Regions from separate parts of the Danio rerio genome. Here region 2 is linked to region 1. A link is a contact called in public Hi-C data. All regions are on one chromosome and are shown on one strand. The core of a region is the stretch at or near the end of the contact, and the rest is flanking DNA. Distances in the headings are between cores, read along the strand shown. Region 1 holds the start of stk36 (serine/threonine kinase 36 (fused homolog, Drosophila)). Region 2 overlaps phldb1a (pleckstrin homology-like domain, family B, member 1a).

The links. Hi-C and Micro-C count contacts between places; a contact is called where the count stands out from the background.
Region 2: a contact with region 1 is called in a Hi-C map of embryo, with 1.5 times the contacts expected there. The contact joins the enhancer-like site here to the promoter of stk36 in region 1. A contact is called at or near these places in 3 of 18 Hi-C or Micro-C datasets (caudal fin, embryo and hematopoietic stem cells) and 1 of 4 datasets of contacts at active chromatin or transcription factors (gastrula embryo).

Annotation. Positions count from the first base shown.
Region 1 is chr5:31,006,060-31,011,366 of GRCz12tu, forward strand. stk36 (serine/threonine kinase 36 (fused homolog, Drosophila)) reads left to right here and starts at 3,420. Exons shown (of 20, transcript NM_001077571.2): 1 at 3,420-3,920. The coding sequence starts at 3,837. It overlaps zgc:158412, which reads left to right. Exons shown (of 5, transcript NM_001080025.2): 4 at 1-146; 5 at 2,270-3,083. The coding sequence ends at 2,686.
Region 2 is chr5:31,048,573-31,054,307 of GRCz12tu, forward strand. It overlaps phldb1a (pleckstrin homology-like domain, family B, member 1a), which reads right to left. Exons shown (of 19, transcript XM_073952263.1): 17 at 1,356-1,575. LOC141385829 (a long non-coding RNA gene) reads left to right here. Exons shown (of 4, transcript XR_012406903.1): 4 at 3,487-5,735. Among named protein-coding and RNA genes, the nearest start is that of atf5a, 15 kb to the left of the region's middle. Within about 2 kb of position 3,564, at least 21 of the 62 cell types and tissues checked have an H3K27ac peak or open chromatin away from gene starts, as enhancers often do.

The DNA.
Region 1 (5,307 bases), core at 2,170-4,669:
TCGACAGCTACTACACTCCTGATTCGTATGGAGATTACAGAGGGCCAACATCTTATACCACAAGCGGAGGGTCATTGTTTCCACCGTCTTCACTACCAACACTACTGCCGACTCTGTCTGGAGAGTCTTCATCACACTTGCTCTTGGTATATTCACACTTCCTACAGCTAGTATTGATTAAAGCCTTTTTAATGGCTCTAAATGGCCTTTCACGATAAGATCAATGACTAAAATGGTAATAGTAAAGACATAGTTCACAAACTCACAGAGGCAACACCACAGCTATAATTATAAAATATATATAATTGGCACAGATAAACAATATTACTGGAATGACTTTTAAAATAATCTGTAATAAATTTTTTAGTTCTTTATATTTAAATATTTTAATATTTACATACTTTTTTTGGTGATTCATATAGGATTTTTTAAAATAGTTTTATTAATAGCCAATAAGGATAGGAGCTACAAAAGATTTCTACTACAAATGAATGCTGTTCTTTTAAACTTTTATTTAGCAAAAAATCAGTGGTGGAAAAAGTACTGAAAAATCATACTTTCTGTAGGTAAAAGTTACAGAAAAAATTACTTGTCCAAAAATGAGGTGCAAGTAGAGTTGAAGTATCTGTTGTAAATATTACTCAAAGTATGAGTAAAAAGACCTTTCAAAAGTACATGCGAGTAGTGAGTATTACGCTGCATTTACATCTAATTTGTGGATGTGTGTAAACGTAACATTCTGTAGTGCATTTAGTTAATGCCCAGCAGAGACACAACGTCATAAGACGTTAAACCTTGATTTTAGGTTGTGTTAAAAAATGACCAAAATCCAACGTCGAGCCATAATCTTAAACCAACGTCATATTGACATCAAATACTGACATTTATTTGTCAGGTATGACAACCAAAATCCAACATCTGACAGACGTCATAATGGTAACGTCCATACAACGTCAAGCTGTTACATCATGAGACATTGATATTTGGTTGATTTTAGTTTGGACGTTGAACACTGACGTACACATTTTTAAAACTACTTAGCAAATTACAATTTCTGAGAAAAACTATTCGATTACAGTAGTTTGAGTATTTGTAATTTGTTACTTTACACCACTGCTGACAATATAAGTATGCCATCACAGGAATAAAAAATGTATGTAAAATATACAGATATAAAAAACAGTTCCTATAAATCAGAGGTGTCCACACTCGGTCTTGGAGGGCCGGTGTCCTGGAGAGTTTAGCTCCAACCCTAATCAAACACACCTGAACCATCTAATCATCTCTTGCCAGATATACCAGAAACTTCCTGACAGGTGTGTTGAAGCAAGTTGGAGCTAAACTCAGCAGGACACCGGCCCTCCAGGACTGAGTTTGGACACCCCTGCTATAAATTGTAATAATATTACTTATTTTATTGTATTTTTTACCAAATAAATACAGATTTGATTAAAACAATAAAGCATCTGACAAAACTCCAAACTTTTTAAAAGAAATGAGTACATATCAATACCTCAATGATGCCATTAAAATATCATATGTATTTTTTATTAAATTAATAAATTATAAATTAAGTTTTAAAAATAAATGTAAAAGAAAAAACAGATCAACTAATATCTGCAGTTACAGTGCTCGGCATAATTGAGTACACCCCATTTTGAAAGTGAATATTTTGATCCATTTCTCAGTGAATATAGGCAATGTATTTCGGTGCATTTAAACAAAACAGATAAACAGATGTATTTATTCAAATAATTGAATTGCTTTTCTTGATTTTTCCTCTTTTTAAAATTTGTATTTAATATTTTTTATAAGATATAAATTTAGGTGTTCTAGTTTTTAGACCGTTATCATAAGTTATTTTGTTAGTTGAGCTCCAAATTTGGCTTTAGTACTGACTAATCTAATGTATATGCACAAATATAATATTGTAAAGCTTCCTATTAAACATATAAATGTAAAAGAGAGATTTGTGAGGGGTGTACTTATATGTGCTGAGCACTGTATATACAGACTTTTTTTTTCTTTTTTTTTTTCAAGGAATAATAATAATCTGATTTTACACTCCAAACTCACTCACTCACACATTTTCCTTCAGCTTCAGGATGTTGTATCAGGGGTCACCACATCAGAATGGACCACCAATACCCCAAAATATTTATGACATTTTATTTAAATGCAGAAACATATTTTTAAATAAATTAATAGATGGAGCAAAACCCATTTAAGTGAAAATATTACTAAGCAATGATGTTTCTCTATGCTACAGAGAGACCCATGGGATCAGCCATCAGAGGACTCGGTCAATCAGACAGAAGTCTTATGTCCTGAGGCTGCAGCCCCCGTGGCAGACTCACCATCCCTAGCTGGGCCTGACTCAGGCAGTTCCTCTCCGTACCGTCTGACCTCTGGTCGGAGTGGGAGCTCCATCCCATCCAGCTCTCAGCCATATACTCTACAGCCTCTGGAGGACGTCCCATACACAGCACCATCTTACACCTCTGCCTCCAGCTACTCCTGCCCACCGTACATGTCGACTCCTGGAGATCTGGCTGTGGTGAAGATGACAGCCGTCACTTCAGAGGAGGCCAGTGGTGGAGTGGTGTCTCTCAGTGACACTACATCCTGGGCTAAAGATGATGGAACAGGATCCTGGTTGTCATATGAGACCAGAAGAGCTTTTTAAGAGGCCTCAATGACAATTACAGGACTGTGGACTAATCATTTTGCAATTATGCAGCCTCTCTATTCTTACACAAAAGGAGATTATATAGATTCATCATAACGATGAAATGCTGGTCATAAAAAACTGCATACCACATATAGATACAGTAAAACATGTGCTGTTAGTCTAGTTAATTCATGGTTTAATTGTGCATTTTTTAATTTCCAAGCGTTTTAGAATAAATTAGAGGTAATGCTCCATTTCCCCCTCTTTCTTACAATTCCAAGTGTAATATTACTCCCAAAAACGTACATTTTGACTGGAAACATAACATAAACCAACATTTTTCTGCTCAACAAAAATGGTAGCTCTTTGAAAAAAAACGTGAATTTGAAAAATAAATATGTTTTGGTTTGAAGAAAGTCTGTTATCTTCATAGAACAGAAGATCAAGAGCAGCTGTTCTGACACTGAACTCACCCCTCGACACGAGCGCTGTTGTCAGGACGCCACCGTGTTGATAAGTGAAGGCCCCCTTAGTGACAGGAGTGAATGAGGACACGAACACATCGCCTGTTCAAATTTCGCTCAATTTAGTCTATATACCGCTTTTAAATCATACGTTTTCAACCAATTAAAATATAAAGCTAATAAAAGTATAAACGAATGTTTTCAAACACACCCGTCTCAATAAGTTTTTGGGTTTTGTAGTAACTTTTAAAAGGGCTTCTACTGGTTAGCCACCACGTTGCTAGGCGCTTTTTGTTTTTGTTCCTCTGGACAGCAGCGCACGTCAAACTTTCTGAAGTTTGCTCAATCTTTGCGATCGTGTTAATCTTAAACTCCGTTTATCTTGATGACACCTACTAGTATTGGGTTTATGTTTAATTCTGTGCTCGGAAGTAGGAATGAAAATATAGACGTTGTTTTGCAGTAACGTTAGTCATAAGGATCAAATGAGAAAGTTTCCGCTGTTCACTAGCTTACCCTACTGCTTCGTTTAGCCCTAGCCTGTCATGCTTTCATTTGCTGTTCACTTGCGAAACGATCAATGAGGAGAAAACGGTCTAAGTTATGTGCTTAGCGGTACGTTTTATTCACTGAGCAACGTTTGTGCGTTTTTGCAACGTTAGTTACCTGTAAAGTCTTCGTCTCTGTCAACGTCGCTGGAGATGGATCAGTACCATATTTTGGAGGTTATCGGAGAAGGGTCATTCGGACGAGTGTACAAAGGTCGCAGGAAGTTCAGCGGCCAGGTGAGCGCTGCGTTTGCGTCAGAGGTTTCAAAAAGATATCTGTCTGTCTATCTATCCATCCATCATCCAGCCATCCATTCATCCATCCATCCATCCATTCATCCATCCATCCCATTTCTACAATAAAAGACAAACCTTATTAGGTAGAACGTATTTGGTATACATTTATTTTTTAATTAATTTGTTTGTGTCGTTGTGTGTGTGTTTATATTACTTTTTTTTTCAATTTAAAATTGTAAAGATTTTTTGTTCATGAAACTACTTCAGGTTATCATCTATACACACTTAAAGATATAGTTCATCATCATGCCATCAACAAACAGGGTTCATACGGTCATAAAATATCTGGAAAAGTCATGGAATTTTGACATGGCATTTTCCAGACCTGAAAAAGTTTTGGAAAAACAGAAAAACCCACAGAGTTTTAGAAAAAGTCATGAAAGACAAATATCTGTATACTTGAATATAGGTTAGTTGTCTTGACTTCTATTATGTCCTTGGCCAATCACATACTCTCACATTATGAGTGCGGTGTAAGCATTATCTAAATCAATTTTACATAGACATAAATTGAAACTAAGTAGATTGCTGCGTATTTTACGATATGCTGTAAGAAATTTGAACATGCTTTGTATTTTTTTACCATGCATATGTAGACATTGCATGAAACATTAGGTCATGATACTTGAAAGTCTTGGAAAAGTCATGGAATTTTAGTAATAAAAATGTGTATGAATCCTGAAAAGTATGTGACATTTATCCTTAAGTAGAATAGAAAACAATGAAAAAAACCCAAAAAAATAGTACTGAACACCTGGTTCATGGTGATACATAACACGCAGGTCAACAGCTAACGTTACTAACATTTTTAGAGTCAAAACAACATGACGCATGAGCTGACAAGCTTTTTACAAGCTTTTATATAGTTGGAAGCATTCATAATAAGCAAATTCATAATAGCGTTTTGGTGGACAGTACATCACACGCACGTCCTATTTAACAAACTCAATTTGTTTAAGTGCCCACGCATATGACTTTATATACAACCAAAAGCTTTGTTGTATATGCTCCGAATGGTTGTGAATGCTCCAAGGACCCTTTGGAGAAGCTGTAAATTTAAGGTAAGCAATGTTCAGTTTCTTGGACAGACTGATCGATTTGACTTTTAAGACCTCGTGTGTCATTAGGGCCTACAAGTATTCATTCAAATATGTTTTTGTAAGACTTTCAAAGTGGCGATGGCATTTAATGAATCACCAAAGACCACAGCTAAAAAAAATTACTAAAGAGAGAAGTTACATATGCTTAGAACACCCCAAGGGTGAATTATTCAACAGCTCAAATTCCCTTTAAAACACTTCTTTCTATCAGTTATAGCAGTAAATCT
Region 2 (5,735 bases), core at 2,314-4,813, 43 kb after region 1:
ATTTCTTCTGTTTGTTAGGTAAGTTGTTATTAAATATTATGCAGTTGGCAAAAAATAGAAACAAACACGTTCTCTTATTTACATTTAAAAATAAATCACTATCACTTTGTCAGAAAATAAATTAAGATTTAGAAGTAGTAATTTTTTTTCTTATCAGGTGTTTTTTTTAGGTGTCTCGAAACTTGCTGTTTACATTGTATTGCCAAAGAATTCATTGGTTTAGTTTAGGGACAGGTTTAGTATATTTAAAAGGGGAGTAAATAGGTAGGTTGAGCGAAGATACTGGTGTAATTACAGACATTGTCTGACATTGTCATTAAGCATAACTAATATATTTATGGAAAAAAAAAAAAAAAACAGACTCTTGTTCTGACTTGTACTTAAGATATATAAGGGGTTCATTCTGCTGTGGCGACCTTTTCCTTAAGATATATTATACATAAATATAAACAAAACAACATGAAATGTGCTAAAATGTCTTCTATCGCAATTAAAAATATCAAAAAGACCCAAAAAGAAATTATGAATGCTATCAAATACTATTTACGAGATAAAAAAATGGCAATTTAACCACAATGAGATTACTTATTTAGATTTTTTTCTCTTTAACACTTTTATATTTTTGTAAGAATATCTTTTGAAGTCAAAGGAAAATTAATGAATAAATATATACAGTCTTAATTATTAGCCCTCATACATTATTAGCCCTGAATTATTGTATATTTTTGCCAAAACACATTTCTAAATAGCTTTCATAACCAATTTCTCTAATCTTTGCCATGATGACAGTAAATAAAATTTGACTAGATATTTTTTAAGACACTTCTATACAGCTTAAAGTGACATTAAAAGCTAAACTAGGTTAATTAGGTTAACTAGGTAGGTTAGGGTAATTAGGCAAGTTATTGTATAAAATTATGGTTTGGTCTGTAGACTTAAAAAAATAGCTTAACGGGCCACATAATTTTGACCTTAAAATGGTTTTAAATTTTTTTTTATAGCTAAAATAAAACATAAAAGACTTTCTGAAGAAGAAAGAATATTACAGGAAATAATACAACATGCTTGTTTTTTTAAGGGTAGCGGCAGAATAAAGATCAATAATTGGTATTTTTGTTCTCCACTGTAATCAAATGTCATCAAATGATTCTTGTTCTAAATTTACCGAACAAGATCTTTTGGTACATAATCTACTGTTAGACTGTAGTGGGTGTCTTTTTTAAACCATAGTAAAACCTCAACAACTTTTTCTCAGAAAGAAAATTATTAATCATTCAGGACACATTTCAACTCATGAAAAAATAAAATAAAAAAATAAAGTTCTTTTAAAAAAAGAATTCAGGATAATGTCTTACCAACATAATAAGAGAAGGTCCTTTTAAGTCGATCGAAGACAAACCAGCGTTTTTTCCAGGATTTGATCTTGCCTCCCATCTTGACGAGGTGACCCTTACACATCTTCTCTGTAACAATGACATAAGCACACGTGTCCACGCTGTGGCCTGATGACTCAACATGTGATCGCAGGTCAAACTCCTCTTTTCGGATCGGCAGGTACCGTGTCATTGGCCGAGCCTGAGGAAGACAGAACGCAGATTAGCTGCCATCACAAATATTTACATCTACCTGTAAATTCAGACACACACAGTAGCAATATCAGAGATGCAACAATATATATGTAGCCATATCAGTATGGACTGTTAAAATATCAACCAATAGATTATAGATTATTCCATCTGTTTCAGATGTGTGCTGTTTTTTTTTTAACCCAGGCTCATTCTGAAAACGTACCGCTATATACATTTCTGGAGAGTGACAAATATACTTCTTTTACAGTTTTTGTTTTCACGAATCCACCAGAGGCCGTTGTGTATGCTTTTTCGTTCATTTTTGAGATCTCAAATTTCCCTCGCAAGTGCCATTCGTGCCTGCTCTTCTCACATAAATCCACCAGAGGCCGCTGTTCTCTGACTGACAGAATGACTGACCGATCGACTGACCCACCATTCTCCTTCCCTAAACCCAACCAATAGTGTTTTAAAAGCACAGATTGATCTGCCCAACCACTTCTCTAAATCCAACCAAGCAATCCAGAAAAAGAAAAGCCCTTGCCTGATTTTTACCATGTTTTCAGATTTTACCACACTCTCTCTCACCCTGTTATTTACTTGTTCATTTTTGTTTTCCATTACCGTTTTTGTCTTACCTGCTTTCTAGAACCATTCGTTGCCAAACTTGAACCCTTGTCGTGGTTAACTCCTCTCTGCATCTCAAGTCCGCAGATGTACATGGCCAGCTACTGGATAAACTGGTTACAACGGGGAAGCAGTCTATATGTAGATAGGCGGTCAGCTGGTTAGCGAGAAAAGGAACAACATCATACTGCCCCGTAGCGTTCGTTTCAAAAATGAAGTGCAGCCATGCGTAGCTCTGGCTACATAATTCACGATCTCCAGAAATGTATATAGGGTAACATATTTAGAATGAGCCTAGGTTGAATACTTGTAAAGCATTTATTATTTATAATTAAACAATAACATCATTGTGAACAATGAACACCAGTATTTTTATTACCCAACCTGAGCAAATACTGTAATTAAAGTATTGTTTATAGTTTTTTTTTCTTGTTAGTAAATGCATTGACTAACAAGAACTAATACAACCTTATTGAAAATGTATATATACGCCACCATTTCTGTACATACAATTGAAGTCAGAATTAATAATAAGACTTATATAATTTATTTATTATATAAATAATAATAATAAGACCCCCCGTTGGCATTTTTTTGTCTTATTTAAATATTTCCCAATTGATGTTTAACAGAGCAAGGTAATTTTCACAGTATGTCTGATAATATTTTTTCTTCTGGAGAAAGTCTTATTTGTTTTATTTCGGCTAGAATAAAAGCAGTTTAAATGTTTTTAGAAGCCATGTTAAGGTCAAAATTATTAGCCCCTTTAAGCTTTATTTTTTCAATAGTCTACAGACCAAACCATCCATACACAATAAATTGCCTAATTACACTAACCTGCCGAGTTAACCTAATTAACCTTGTTAAGTCTTTAATGTCACTTTAAGCTGTATAGAAGTGTCTTAAAAAATATCTAGTCAAATATTATTTACTGTCATCATGGCAAAGATAAAATAAATCTGTTATTGGAAAGGAGTTATTAAAACTATTATGTTTAGAAATGTGTTGAAAAAAATCTTCTCTCCATTAAACAGAAATTGGGGAAAAATTAAACAGGGGGGCTAATAATTTAGGGGGGCTAATAATTCTGACTTCAAATGTATATCTGTCACAATTTCCTTATCGGTGCTTCCAATATTTTTAGAGAAACATGACATGATAGTTAGTTTATCAATCAGAACAGAACATGATAGTCTCTTTCATCACAATGAAGATGGTTGATTTAAGCAGAGAAAAAGCATGCCGTTCTCAATCCATTGTTTTGCTTATGTCACTTATTTCTGTGTTTAAGCGCCGCTGTCCTCGCGGGCTGCCCTTCCCTGCCTCTAGATTCTGCTGTCTCGCTTTCACCATCTGTCTGCGCGTCTCCCCTCGTCCTCCTGCTGTGCGGAGCTGCTCTCGGTGCATTCATGCCTCCCGTCTGCCCAGTCAAGCTGAGCCAGTGACCTCATAAAGACTTTTAAAGAGCAACTCAAAACATTCAGTGACCCCCGAGCGGCTCCAGAGAAGCACACCGCTGCGTTCAGAGTTGTACACAAACACTGAAACTGTCTGTTCCAGTGTGTGCGCAGCATTACTACACTCTGCTTACATTCAAACGCCTCTATTTATAACACCAACATAATGATGCTTAGACGTGCCGATATTCCATATGCTGTGATAATGAACAGACTGAATAAGTGATTTATTTTCAGATGTTAATCTCGTCTATATTAGAATTTCTGTGACTACAGGTCTTTTGTTTGATAACTCTGTACAGTAATTCTCCATTTAACATCAGTTCATTTAACTAAAGTCAGTGTAATGACAACTACAAATGTATTTATTCATCTTTGGTCATTTTAATTTCTTAGTTAATGACTTATAACACAATATAATCTGAGTCCTATTGTATTTTTTTTTACTTTATAATAATAACTATAATATGGCTTTTTCTCACTGTTGATTTCACTGGATTAATATTTACTGATGAGACTTTTACATGTTACCTGCTATTTATTTCTTTAAAACATATTTATTCTGAACACATGTATAATAAAGCAATTGACTAATTATATGGTTAATATACATGTTAAAATAAGCTCTTTTGCTGTACTACTGTATATTGTTTGATACCGGCGTAATGATACTTTCTATAATTATATACAATATATTTTGCTAATCAGCCCATTTATAAATGTAAAAAATTAGAGGTGCTGACTTTCTGCATGTTGGTTATGTCTTGCTCAGTTTAACTGGCCACTTCAGTAGGTCACTTTATTAGGTACACCTGTCCAACTGCTTGTTAACGCAACTTTCTAATCAGCCAATCACATGGCAGCAACTCAATGCATTTAGGCCTGTAGACATGGTCAAGACGATCTGCTGCAGTTCAAACCGAGCATCAGAATGGGGAATAAAGGTGATTTAAGATTTGACTTTGAACGTGGCATGTTTGTTGGTGCCAGACGGGCTGGTCTGAGTATTTCAAAAACTGCTGATCTACTGGGATTTTCACGCACAACCATATCTAGGGTTTATAGAGAATGGTCTGAAAAATAGAAAATATCCAGTGAGAGGCAGTTCTGTGGGCGCAAATGCCTTGCTGATGCCAGAGGTCAGAGGAGAATGGCCAGACTGGTTCCAGCTGATAGAAAGGCAACAGTAATTCAAATAACCATTCGTTACAACCGAGGTATGCAGAAGAGCATCTCTGAACACACAACATATCTAACCTTGAGGCTGATGGGCTACAAAAGAAGAAGACCACACCAGGTGCCACTCCAGTCAGCTAAGAAGAGGAAACTAAGGCTACAATTCACACAGGCTCACCAAAACTGGACAATAGAAGATTGGAAAAACGTTGCCTGGTCTGATGAGTCTCGATTTCTGGGATGTGGGGGAACAGGAGATTCGCATCATGGATGTGCAGCCGACAAATCTGCAGCAACTGCGTGATGCCATCATGTCAATATGGACCAAAATCTCTGAGGAATATTTCCAGTACCTTGTTAAATTTATGTCATGAAGGATTAAGGCAGTTCTAAAAGCAAAATGGGGTCCAACCCGGTACTAGTAAGGTATACCTAATAAAGTGGCCGGTGAATGTATAAAGTCATCAACATTTGGATCTTTCATCAAAGTTGTCCTTAAACAACTGAACGACACCCATTAAGTGTCTTAGGACAGTTTTGATAAACTTTTTTGGTCATCTTCAAATGTTGTGTACTGTATTTCCAAGACATTTACCACTTCTGTGAGACAAAGATGACACATTTTGCACGAACATTACACACACAATATCTGTATTCTTGTAAAAAAAAAAAAACACAAATTCAATAAAGTTAGAGATAAATTAGTAAAATTCTAGAATGTTTTTGATTATTTTGTGGAGAAATTACAAATTATGGTTGTCTGCAAAAAAATGTGACCTTTCATTGATTTTCCATTGTTTTTGGCAAAAAAAAACATGAGCCACTGACAAGAAGTACACCATGTTCAAGATATTTTCCTTAGTTTTATTTACCTCTTTGATGTATATTTAAGTAACCCGAGGACAAC